Linked DNA regions of Mus musculus: region 2 is linked to region 1. Evidence: chromatin contacts called from public HiChIP or PLAC-seq data. All regions are on one chromosome and are shown on one strand. The core of a region is the stretch at or near the end of the contact, and the rest is flanking DNA. Distances in the headings are between cores, read along the strand shown. Region 1 overlaps Arsb (arylsulfatase B). Region 2 has its middle 81 kb from the start of Lhfpl2.

Region 1 (6,684 bases), core at 2,074-4,573:
GCACACAGTACACAGCACAGAACACAGAGTGCAGAGCACAGAACAGAGAACACAGAACACAGAGCACAGGGCATAGAACACAGAGCAGAGAATACTGGAGAAGAGAAATGTGAGGTGAGTTCCTCATGTTTTTCAGATTATTGATTTCTTCACTCACTATTAGAAGTAGGGATTTCTTCAAAAGAATACTATCAGTGCCTACTTCATGTTTCATGTGTCAGACCTGAAAGACAGAGGAGAGAAAACAAACACACAGAGCTTACCCCGTCACAAGAATTAATAAAACCCAGAGTCCACTCATTTACCATTTGCCCTATGAAGTCTCAGACAGTCTGCTTTCTGCTTCTCATTTTTATCTGCCACAGTGAGGAAGCCTTGACTTGTTTACTCCATCTTAGCTAGCTGGAGATAGCTGTACCATGGTTTGAATGAGAACAGGCCAAGGGCACATGAGCTGTTTGCCTCTGTTTTTAAAGTCTAGGAATGAATGAAAACAAAAGTGTAATGAGGTGCATGGTATAAGGTAAGAATTAAAGAAAAAAAATTGGTTTGCTAGGCCCTGATTAAAGGCCTCCTAGGCTGTTAGTGTTGTGGCAAGGGGAGACAGGTTCAGTCTCCTTTCCATGAACACAACTAGGAGAAGCCTGGCCCAGGGACAAATGCATGGCTGTACACAATCAAAAGCCAACAAGGCTACATAGAAAGATCCAGCGCTGAGAGCTGGGGTAACATGCAGGCCAGGCAGCTCCATACTGGACCTTCATAGAGACCAAAGGCATATCCACTGGGGCCAAGAGACCTTGACAAGGTAATTATTTTTCTCCAGTTGGTTTTGTCATTTAAAAAAATTATACAGTGAGATTATTTTCCTAAAAGGAAAGTGAGAGGCAGTTCCTAGGGGCATTTTTTTTTTTTTATTACTCCTGACCCTGCTCTCCTCCCTGTCTTTGCACATGGCAGAAAGGGTTTCAAGGACTTTGGCTCAGCATGGGGAGGAGTGGCCCAGCTCTGAAGTGAGTCATGGCTATCTTCACTAGGGAGTCTTGAGTTACCAGAGACAAGCACTCAGTGGCTGCTAGCGTTGCTTCAGCTGAGTCAAGCTTTGGACGTTCATTTCTTATATTGTATCTGGGTTTGCCCAACAGATCATAAAGTCTTCATCCTAGGAGAGAATCTAGTTATATTATATCTGGGTTTAACCCTACAGATATGAAGTCTTCATCCTGGGAGAGAATCTAGTTATAGTTAAAAAACACTTTTTTGTTAAGCATTTGGAAGGTCTCTGTGGAGAGGCCCTGCTAGAAGTTGGCCCCACAGGGGAGAGGCCACAGTTAAGCAGTTGCACAGATGGCCAAGAGGAGCAGAAGAGGCCAAATCTATTGTGAATTTTCACTTGCAGCTGTATGGAAAGCAGTTATGATGGCGAGTCAATTGCTGTGGGTTTCTAGCTTTAAATTCAGGCACAGGAAGCAAATGTTTTCAAATGCCGAGCATACAGGGAGATTAAAGGACTGGGGACAGGTTTGAACCCACAGAGCCTTTCACTGGCAAGTGAGAGGGGTCTCTGTTGACAGGAAAGTCAAGTGTGGTAGCTGGCATAGAAACCAACCTGACAGATCCTATGTGTTTTCCCCAGGATAGATATTTTTGCTTCTGTCTAGTAAGGCTTTGTGTTGGGGTTCTGATTTCTCTTTTCTGCTGTTCAGATCCAAAGTTTATGCTTGCCAACCACTCTGGGTCACGTATGAATGGCAGGACTAGTGGCTCTGTCACGCATGCGCCATTTCAGAGTTTTGTCTGGAACTCTCCCTGTGCAGTAAAAAATCGAGCGTCTTCTGACCCCCTCCAACACCCTGCCCCCATTTCCACCCTCCATTTGGCCCGCTGCTGGGACTATAGTCTATCACTTATCTAACATAAAATAAACAGAACAATCTGGAGCTAATTTAGGTGGTTTGCCATATCAGGATACAGCTGGGAAAGATTTTAAGAAAAGGCTGGACAGGAACAATAGCGCTGTGAAGTGGAGCAGTGTGGAGAGCACAGGAAGGCAGTTTCAGACAGCCTGGCAGACAGCTGTCAGCCACTCCAATAACAATCCCCAAAGCCAATGAAAACGGGCAGGCTCTGTGCAGGGAGCTCGGCCCTGCAGAACACCAACAAGGAAAACAAGGGATTAGAGGGCGTTCTGACTTAATGGTTAGGAGTTGTCAGGGCCACCTGTCTCCCGGGAGCCCTTCACCAGGGCTCCTGGCCAGCAAGGCCTGAAGAGGAATCGCAGAGGAGACCTTCCATTTCTCTATAATTCTGGCCAAGATTTTTTTTTTTAAGATGCATGCATACATACTGGCTTTATCCTGACTTATGAATTCAGCAAGGCCCACAGCAGCACATCTGTTTTTGACATCAATTTCTCCTACTCTGCAGGATGGTTGAGGGTTTTGGTTTTTTTTTTTTTTAACTCTTTGGGGGCCTCTGGCTAGACCTTAAATTTCCTGGTGCAACTTGACAGAGGTGAAAGGGCTTGAGGGAGCTAAACAAAGCTGTGTGTTGTTCTTGAAAGAATTTGTGAGTGCTTTATATTAAATCAAGAGAAAAGAAATAAAAAGAAAAGAAAAGAAACCACCTCGGACCAAGCTCTTGACAAAGATCCAACCAGTTAGAGATGCTCTGAAGTCTAAAGGTAGCAGAGAGGTTCCTGCCAAGGCACGGGTCAGAAGCACCACGATTGGCTCTCTGTCAACTCTCGCCACTTGGCCAAGGCTTCTGGGTCAGTTTCTGCACCTAAGGCCAGGCGACATTTTCCCCTTCTCCATCACTTAATTCCTGACATAAGCTCATACGCTCTCCTTCCAGAAAGTGCTCTGTTTAATGAAGAGTTCCCTCTGGCTAGAGAAATTTTTGGGAAAACCCCACTTGTTTAAGAGGGATTTTTAAAAAGATAATATAGATTTCCTATTCTAAAGTAACAAAACAGCATCTGGGAGGTTTAATAGAAAATAAACCAGCTCGGAAGAAGAAAAGAAACAAGGGTTTTATCAGTGACCATCTCTCCATTTTAGCTCATGTCTGTACATCACAGTACATCCCTGAACTAACAGGTACTCATAACTCCATGGCAATACAAGCTAAGCCTAAATGTTCACTGTAGAAAGAAGCTTTTGAAACACAGAAAACAATGTGAAAACTTCTGGCAAGCAAAAGAATAGGCTGGAAAATATTTCTTTAAAAAAAAAAACTATAACATCCAGGGCTGGAGAGATGACTCAGCGTGTAAGAGCACGTGATGCTCTTCTGCAGGATCCACACTCAATTCTCTGCACACTGGGCAGCTCACAACAGTCTGTAATCCTAACTCTAGGGGAGTCGCCATCTTTTTCCTGCACCGCAGACACTGGACTCATGTACAGAAACACAAACACAAAGACATACACTGTGCTGGCTCCCTTATATCAACTTACACAAGCCAGAGTCATCTGAAGGGAGGGAACCTCAATTTTGAAAATGCCTCCCTAAGATCCAACTGTAAGGCTTTTCTCAGTGACTGATGAGGGTAGGGAGAGGCAGTGCATTGTGGGTGGTGCCATCTCCTGGCTGGGAGTCCTGGGGTCTATAAGAAAGCGGATTGAGCAAGCCATGAGAAGCAAGCCAGTAAGCAACACCCTTCCGCGTCCTCTGTATAAGCTCCTGCCCCAAGTTCTTGCGCTGTTCGAGTTCCTGTCCGGACTTCCTTTGATGATGAACAGTGATGTGGAAGTCAATTTGCTTTTGGACATTGTGCTTTACCGCAGCAATAAGAATCCTAACTAGGATACACATATACACATAACTAAAATGCATATTTTAAACATGTGTAATGTCCAGCTAGGCTTGACGGAACAAGCCTGTAATCTGAGTTCTTGAGACATGGAGGCAGGAGGATCATATGTTAAAAGGCATCCTAGACTACATAATGAGTTTGAGGCCAGCCTGGACTACAGGAAAGAGAGAGATAGAGAGAGACAGGGTGGGAGGGAGAGACTATAGAGACAGACACGGGGAGATAAAGGGGGGAGGGGAAATCCCTCCTAACCACAGCAGTCCAATGATTATTTCAAAAACAATGTCATCACATTAAAATGAGAAATAAAACCCAACTGTCTGAAAACCTAAATTTTTCTAGAAAAATGTTCCAACAGTAGCATGGAGAATTACCTAGAAGGCTCTGGGAGTATCGGTGCCACTTTAAGGGCCTCTGGTTCAGGGAAGAAACTGAGGGTCAGGGTCAGAGTTTCTCACAAGCTTCATGAGGTATTCCTGTTGCCGCTCCTGGGAGCTTCCTTGAAGAATCACTTCAGAGAGCTCAAAGCCAATACTGGGCACTTAGTACTTACGCTCTCTGCACCTTTCTTACTGCTTTTCTGAGTTGATGGCCAAGCATGGCTGAAACAGGGGGGCACTGAGTCAATGAAGACTATTCAGAAACAGCATGCCAAGAAGAAACAGCTGCCCTTTAACTCTTATGGCTATAAAGTTATAAAAGTAGCTATGCCCTCACTGTGTGGGAATGTACACCTGCAATCTCAAGAGGCTGGGATAGGAGGATATCAAGTTCAGAGACAGTCTAAACAGTTGTCTGTCTGTCTCTCTCTCTCTCTCCCCATCTCTCTCTGTCTGTCTGTCTCTGTCTCTTTCTCTGTCTCTCTCTCAAACACACACCACACACACACACAAACACACACACACACACACACACACACACACACACACACACACCATCTCCTAAAGAATGAAATGATCCTGACTTCAGAATGAAAGGGTAAGGCATAGGGGAGGTACGACAGCAGTGTGTCCCTAGGATCTAGACCCTCAGGGGACATGCTGTGGATATGGTTTACCGCTTATATTATGTTAATTGGGTTCCCAAATTACAAGAGCATTCCCTTGTCTGCATGGACAGTCCCTGCCTCCAGCTGGTTCTAATTGATAAATAAAGTTGCTGGTGGCCAATGGCTGTGCAGGGAGACTGAGGCAGGACTCTGAGGTTCCTGGGTAAGGAACTGGAGGGAGGGGAGAACCACCATGCCAGGAAAGGAACAGGATGCAAGCATGGGAGCTGCAGAAGACAGAGGACAGCCAGGTGAGAATCAGGGAAGAGCAGGCTCAGGGCTCACTCCTCCAGCTGGGTCTGGGGTAGCAGAGGTGAAACATAACTTTCAGTAAGTAATATGAATTATACTCAGGAATATGGGAGGGGAGGCGTTAGCAACGCAGGAGTTAGGGAGTGGCCCAGCTGTTGAGCTGCTTAGGGCATATTACAAATAAGGCTGCATGTGTGTGTCTTTCACTCTGAATCCAAAACATTTGGGTGTGTAGGAAGGACCCAGTGCACCCACTGGGGAGTTTAGAGCTGACTGCCATACTACTTCAGATGTTGTTCAATGTGTCAGGTTTGTACTCACGTTTAAAAATTAATCAGAGATTATGAAATGGAAGACACAAGCTGTGACCCAAGATTAGGAGACGGGAGAATTGGTTTCTCAGCTGAGCAGAGCTCAGCCACACATGTGGTCCCTCCCTAAGCGGCACAGGTTTGGAACTCGAACAAAAGGCACGCATAATTCTAAGGTTCTAAGAAACCTTAGACACAGTTAAGTTCCCCAAGTCGACCCAGACAAAGCTGGGTGTCCGGGATTTATCCCGGGCCCCTCTCAAAGGCTTTTAACAGCCTCCGAGAGTTTGAACTCAGAGGTGCTGGGAACCCCTGCTTTGCAAACAGAAAGGCTACTCAGAAGGCAGAGAGAGACAGGCAATAGAGGCTGGTTGCCCCACTGCTCAGATGAACAAAAGACAGAGATGAATGACATCTGATTAATTGTTTTTAAGAATAGAAAGGAGTATTATGGTAATTGTTTAAGTGTTTTTATGTATACACAGAATAAAGAAATTCACACCTTTGATCTAAATGTAGGAAACAAAGACATGAAGATAAAGAGAATAGAATGAATGAGAAAAAAATTCATTAAAAGAAATGTGAAGAAGCTGGTGGTGCACGCCTTTAATCCCAGCACTTGGGAGGCAGAGGCAGGTGGATTTCTGAGTTCGAGGCCAGACTGGTCTACAGAGTGAGTTCCAGGACAGCCAGGGCTATACAAAGAAACCCTGTCTCAAAAAACAGAGAGAGAGAGAGAGAGAGAGAGAGAGAGAGAGAGAGAGAGAGGTGAAGAAGTCTATGCCAGGGCAGTACTCGGGATCTTTCGAACATGGTCTACACAAGATTTCTGGGATTGTTTAGCCTGGTATGACAAATTACTACTAAAATAGGCTCATACAGACTGTACTGGCTAGTTTTGTGTCAACTTGACACAGCTGGAGTTATCACAGAGAAAGGAGCTTCAGTTGAGGAAGTGCCTCCATGAGATCCAGCTGTAAGGCATTTTCTCAGTTAGTGATCAAGCCGGGAGAGTCCCTTGTTGGGTGGTACCATCTCTGGGCTGGTAGTCTTGGGTTTTATAAGAAAGCAAGCTAAGCAATCAGGGGAAGCAAGCCAGTAAGAAACATCCCTCCATGGCCTCTGCATCAGCTGCTGCTTCCTGACCTGCTTGAGTTCCAGTCCTGACTTCCTTTAGTGATGAACAGAAGTTTGCAGGTATAAGCTGAATAAACCCTTTCCTTTCCAATTTGCTTCTTGGTCATGATGTCTTG
Region 2 (6,684 bases), core at 1,910-4,409, 140 kb before region 1:
CACGGCCTGGGGAGATGGGTCAGACAGATGACTCACAATCTTGCAGACCTGAGTTCTATTACCAGAGAAACCCTGTCTTGAAAAATGAATGAGGTAGATAGTGATAAGGAAGAGCATCCCAGGTTGTCCTCTGACCTATTGACCTACTAATGCATGCACACACATGCACAGTCCCAACATGTGCACTTCCACACACACCATCAGTTTTATTCTTCTTGAGCAAGTATACCTGCTGCTTCTGCTGAAGCAGAGATGTAGACTCCAGAGTCTCCATCTTTCAGTGTAGACTCACATCAGTCATTCTCCAGGGAGTATCTTCGTCTCTAGCATTGGGCTGGCATTACATCATCTGTCTTCCTTGTTCTGAGACCTCTAGCTTCTTGGACTAAGAAGTTACTGAGTTCTCAGATTCTCTAGCATGTAATAAGTTATTGTTGAACTATATAACCTGTTATGGCTTTATATGTGTGTGTGTATACATATATATATATACATATATATGTTATATATAAACTTAATCCAATAAAACATACACACATACACACACACACACACACACACACACACACTTACTTACTTTAGTTGCTTCTGTTCTGTTCGTCTGGAGAACCCTGACTAATATAACAACTGCAAAGGAAAACAAGGTACTGGGGACTGAAACCTAGAGCATCATTTTGGGGTCACAGTTCAATCCATCCCAGGGTCTTCACATGTTCAATTACTGTTTGGCTTTCGACCTTGTTGACCTTGAGCTTTTAAGCTGTGGGTTTCCCCTTGATGGAATTCCTCAAGTCTTGAAGCTCATTATTAAAGCATAATTGCAAATCCAAGGAATTCTACAAGTCTGTCCCACGGGAGGTGGTAGAACTGGTGAGCATCCCCAGAGAGTGGGAAAGGAACAAAAGCAAATGCCTTTGATCTCTCAGCTACAAAGCAGCAGTGAGAGCCAGGTCCTGTGCTCTTGTATCCTCTGCCCCTTAGTCACAGCCTAGAAATGTGCTCGTTGGCTGGGAGCGGAAGTGGAATTGCAACAGAAATGTGGCATTGGAAACTTTGCATCAGAACCAATGGCTTGTTGAAAAATTGGGGGAAAAAATCTAACAATATTGGTGAATAAAGTCTGTAATGATGAATCTCATTCAACTTCTTACGGTTTTTTTTGGGGGGGTGGGGGAGGAGTGAGAGAGGCATGGCAAATTATACAAAAATAACACCACGGGTCAAACAAGCAAAGTTCATAGGACTCCTGGGCACTAAAGAAGCTACCCTGGGATACTTGGCATTAGATTTGTTTTCAGTGCTAGAGAAGGAACCAGGACCTTGCATGTTCTTTGCCAAGGTGGGTCATTCCCGTCAAGTATTGGCCGTGACCTGGCATGGTCAGCAGACTGAGGTTGACGTATCTCTCCAGTGGCAGGCTTCTTTGTAGGTTGCCAGGCCACCTCCCATTTCCTCCTTTTATGTTCAGAAAAATCCAAGCCGCCCAGTGAAGCTCATTTACCTTAGCGGCATCTCGGGACCAGTGTTAGCAGCGTGCTATGAGTGTGAAGCTGTGCTCATGGGAAATACAGAAGGATAGCCACAAAATGATGAAGACAGTCACCTACCGGATAGTGTGTCACAAGGCTACGATTCTGTGCCACCATCCCACCGAGAGCACATGCAGACACCAACCCTGGGAATTTCACCTGAAAAAGTCCACATTTCTAACCATCTGGATAGTGATTGGAGAAAAGGACCCTTGAATCCCTACCCCACACTTTGGGATAAAATTAATACTAAACATATTAAAGACAAAAAATTTTAAAGTCAAAGAACACACACACACGTGCTTAAAAAAATCATGAGAAAATTAATCTGTCCCCAAATATTTTTTCATGAAGAAATTATCATTAGTAAATTCAAAAGGCAAATAATAAACTGGAAAACTCACATTAAGGCAGAAAATTAATTTTGCCTCCCCTCCCCCCAGTTCTTATAGAAAGGGAGCTGCAGACCAATAGAAATATAGGTAAGACTTGAGGACACAACTAATCCCAGAGGAGTACACACACAAGGGATACTCACCGAATGCTCAGAGAAATGCAATCTTAAAAACACAATTCGATTATACTTTTAAAAGCAGCTTGTTTTTGAAAGTCATTAAAGCATCATGCTTTACTCCTGGGGTTAGAGAGGTAAGAAAACTGGAGGGTATCATTTTTATTTTATACAGTAAGGCTGACTGCTAGGGGAACTGCCTTCCCTTGCACCTCAGGATCTCATAACCTTCTTGATAGAGTGTGCACTGTGGTTCAGGGGGCTCAGAGCTCATTCAGAGCTCATTCTCAGTATCTCACAAGCGCTGGTTACTAAGAAATGCACAGGACTTGCCTTTTATTCTGGTGTGCTGCCCCAGGGCGGAAAGACCTCCTGAGGTCAAACAAAGGAACAATTCAAAATACTGGCATTGGCCTTGAGAAAGTACGCAACATTAAAGGTGGGGAAGTGAACCTTCCAAGTCTAATTAGAGCCTGCACTTATAATTCCCAAGCTTTGGCGTCCAAGATGAGAAAAGGACTTACTGGGTTTCTGTTTTTGAAAATGTTACCGGGCTTGTAACGTTATATAATTGCCCATTCCCCAACAAGCCAGGTGCAGCCACCTGTCCTCAATAAACCAACTAAAAGAACCAACAGAATAGTGGAGAGCAGAAAAGAGTGATTTATTCAATGTGGCACACTGAGAGGCAAAGAGACCCAGTGTCACCCCCACATCACCTCCGAGTCTATCTTCAGGGTCCTAACATGAGGGTGAGGTTTAAATAGAAGATAAAATAGACAGATAGTTAAGCAGTCTGACTGGCCACTGAGCGGCCCTGACCATCACTGTCTAACTTCCAAGTTGAGATGTAAATTTTCTCCTCTGACACACAAGTTCACCCTCTAGCAGACAAGTTCCTCTTTCAGACACCCCAGTGCACTTTAGACGTCTCTTCTCCCAGTAGAGCCTTGAGGGGATTTGTGAAGTCTACTGGCTCAGAGAGCCAAAGAGAGAGCTACAGATGTCATTTTCGACTGCCTTAATTCTTCCCAGACAAGCTGATTACAGTAATAGACCCCTGGGTATGTTTTGTTTTTTTAAAATGTGTAATAGGACTTCTTAGGAAATTCAATTTCTGCTTGCTTAATACATATTGTTGAGTATTGCCAAGATTAAAAATAAGAGGGATGGACAGGATGTGGTCAGTCGTAGAAAGTGACTAACCGTACGTTCTTTTTTTTTTTTTTGGTTTTTCGAGACAGGGTTTCTCTGTATAGCCCTGGCTGTCCTGGAACTCACTTTGTAGACCAGGCTGGCCTCGAACTCAAGAGATCCACCTGCCTCTGCCTCCCGAGTGCTGGGATTAAAGGCGTGCGCCACCACGCCCGGCTAACCGTACGTTCTTAATGGCTGAAGCAGACACATCTTTCCAAGAGGCGTATCCCTGAGAAATTTTCACCATTATGTTTAATATATAACAAAAAAATCTGTTTATTTTCATTAGTATGCATATGACCGTTTGTCTGCATGTGTGTACGTGTATACATCTGCATGCTCATGACCCTGAAGGCCAGAAAAGGGTGTCAAATCCCTGGCTGGAGTTATGGATGTGAGCTGCCATGTGGGTGCTGAGAACTGAACCTGGGTTCTGCAAGGGTAGCCGCAGTGCTCTTCACTGCAGATCGGTCTCACCCACCTTGACTCCCTTCTGTGTGATGATAAGAGTTGGTGAGACCACTTGTGCTGGCAACTCTGTCTGAACGATTTCTATCATTGAGCTTAACAGTCACAAGAAATTACAATCTGTTTACATACTTTTGTGACAAAGAATGACAAAGTGATTTAGAAATAAAAAAGGTGTTCCGGCGCTTGGATTTATTACACCAGACGTAATAAATATTCCTGTGGGGAAAGGGGATGGGTTCTACATTCAACATGTGTAAAGTTGCCTAGTACTGGAGAGTAGCTTGTTGGTGCAGTATAAAGTGGGTAATAGCAGATATAGAATGGCTACTTGAGTACATTTTTAATGATGTAAGAAGATCAGTAAAAGGATGTGAGGAGCTTTAAACATGTCTACTTATAACATGCTGGAAAATATACATTTTGTTGAAGTAACTTTTTATAGCTACAAAGAGAAAGGGCTGATTTTCAGTTCTTTGGAAGACAGGACAACTAGGTAATTTGAACTATTGCCCTCAGGAACAGCTGACCAGAAATCTTAGCAGGTGAAAACCTCATCCATCAAGAGATGAGCAATTTATCAATGACAGGGAGAAACAGAAAGCAGTAAGCCCTGGTCTGCCTTCTCGGTCTAGGTAGGGAGGTCCAATCTAGGCAGGCTGCCTGGAGGGAGTGAGTCACAATAGACCTTGGCAGAAGCAGTGCACCAATAAAGAACGCAGCCTAGCCTCTCAGGAATGCAAGACAAACCCCATGCCATGAAATACTCCCTGCCACATCCTCTGGGGTTGCACAGCCTTCTGACATCTCCCTCTGCCTTCCCACCTCGAATCCCTGCAAATCTCCCGCTTTCAAACGCCCCTCTGACTGTCTCTTGACAACTTGCCTAGTCCCTGCTGTCTGAGATGTCAGTGAGTACTGCTCAGGTTTGGTGCAGGAGCATGCCACTGTATAAAGGTTCCTTTGCCCTGACAGCTTGGAACCTTTTCTTTTTTTCGTGTGCTATACCTGCTTCCTAGCTTGGTGGAGACACATTCAGCCCCAGGTGGGCTTACCCTAAAACCTGTGTTCTCAATTAGCACATGTTAAAGCCAAAGGGTTGTCATTAGTAGTTACACCTGGCCAACCAGGGAAACCAGGACTTCCCTGGTCATCCAAGCTACGGGCTTCCTATTAAGAAGGAAGGAAGAAGAAAACAGCTCAAAATATTAGATTTATGGGAAGGGCCATGCCAGAGCAGCAATTAAACCCGTGAGATCTGGGCCCAGTTGGTAGAATGCTTGCCTTGCATGCATGAAGCCCTGAGTGTCATTAATCCCCGGTACTGCATAAACAAAGGACAGTGATTCACATCTATAATCCCTGTACTTGAAGATAGTGTGACAAGATAGCCAGAAGTTCCATGTTCTCCTCAGCTTCATAGTGAGTTCCAGGCTGTCCTGGGATACATGAGACCATGTTTCCAAACACCACCAGCCCTGGGAGACCTGGACTAGAAATGGCCCTTGTCACCATTGACCTGTATGAGAGGGATGCACACTGAGAATGGATGGCTGTTGTGTTGATACTATGGCAGCACCAGACACCACTGGGGGTAGAAGAACAGCTAGCGACCTACTGTGATTAGGGAGTACAGAAAACTCCAGGTGGATAGATGGGCTTGGTGGGGACATAATACATTGCCTCTTTTCTAAGTAACCTGAGAACACAGGTCACAGGACAGGTCCGTTTGAAGTTGGGACCAGGGATGGTATAGGAAAATGTCTAAGTAGACAGTATTGAACGAGGTTTGCTGAGATGAGGGATCCTTTGTGGGCCACCACTGCTAGGCCGGGTACTCAGTACTCAGTGTGGGACAGTCCCACGTGCATCTCCCTTTCAGCTTTCGCCAAGAACATATGGCATGATTTCCTGTGCTTCACCCAGTATGGAATGTCCTGTTGGCCGATTGTTTGTCTGGATTGTCTTTTTACTTTTGAGGTTACAATTACACTGTTTCCTCCACCCCTTTACTCTCTATAAGCCCTCCCATAAACCCTCTGTGCCTTGCTCTCTTTCAAATTTGTGGCCTCCTTTCTCATTGGTTGAAATCTCTTTTAAAGGATATCACAGGGTTAGGGATGCAACCTAGTGATAGATCATGTGCTTAGCACCAAAGAGGCCCCGGGTTCAATTCCCAGTGCAGGAAAAAAAGAAGGGGAGGGAGGGTGGATCATTACAGGACATAGGCAAAACCAGAGATAAAAAGGATAACTCTGCTCTTAACGCAGTTCTTGTGTAGACCAGGGTCTTCACACACATCATTTTACCCATGTCTGCACAGAGTCTGGCAAATGGACTGGTGGGCATGGTCCATTTCGCATAAACATCCCTGAACATCCTGACCAGGCTACTGAAGTCTGTACAGTTTATAAGAGACCAATCTGACAATTTCCCTCAGTTGCATGGGGAGAATTATAAGATTGTTCCAGTCACACATACCAGGAAAATATTCCATTCCAAGATTGACTTAGAACCTTTACCAAACTCTCCAGTATTCCTGTCTCTAGAATCCCAATTCCATACACTTTACCAGCTTCTTCTCCCATTCCTTCCTGTTATAGATACTAGCATGATCTATTCTGTGTGTTTAAAAATATTATTAATATTCTATTAATATATTATTCTATATTATAATATAATTATCTAACATAATAATCTTCTACTAATATATTCATATAATGCCAAACCCTTTCCCATCAGTGGCTCCCTTTGACTGGACTTCTTTCCCTTGGCTCATTGGCTCATTCTCGTCTCTGAGGCCAAGAGTGATGTCTGTGGGAACTCTGCTTAACTCCCCATGTAAAGTGGCCCTGCATATTTCTCTATAGTACAGCATCCTGCTTATTTCTTGGGTAACACAGCCCAACCTGTAATCATCTTGTTCATGATATACTTTCGTATACTTATGTATAATTTTACATACTCACTGTACCTTTT

What was found. HiChIP or PLAC-seq counts read pairs in DNA pulled down with a chosen protein or histone mark.
Region 2: a contact with region 1 is called in a CTCF HiChIP or PLAC-seq map of the NIH/3T3 cell line, with 8 read pairs. The contact joins two enhancer-like sites. A contact is called at or near these places in 1 of 15 datasets of contacts at CTCF or cohesin (the NIH/3T3 cell line), 3 of 484 Hi-C or Micro-C datasets (bone marrow-derived macrophages, brown adipocytes and reprogramming fibroblasts) and 1 of 115 datasets of contacts at active chromatin or transcription factors (embryonic stem cells).

Annotation. Positions count from the first base shown.
Region 1 is chr13:93,834,675-93,841,358 of GRCm38.p6, reverse strand. The region is part of intron 4 of Arsb (arylsulfatase B); the gene reads right to left. Among named protein-coding and RNA genes, the nearest start is that of Mir5624, 47 kb to the right of the region's middle. Within about 2 kb of position 3,323, at least 117 of the 459 cell types and tissues checked have an H3K27ac peak or open chromatin away from gene starts, as enhancers often do. A contact at or near this core is called in the NIH/3T3 cell line, where this site is marked.
Region 2 is chr13:93,973,601-93,980,284 of GRCm38.p6, reverse strand. No RefSeq gene overlaps it. Among named protein-coding and RNA genes, the nearest start is that of Lhfpl2, 81 kb to the left of the region's middle. Within about 2 kb of position 3,159, at least 50 of the 459 cell types and tissues checked have an H3K27ac peak or open chromatin away from gene starts, as enhancers often do. A contact at or near this core is called in the NIH/3T3 cell line, where this site is marked.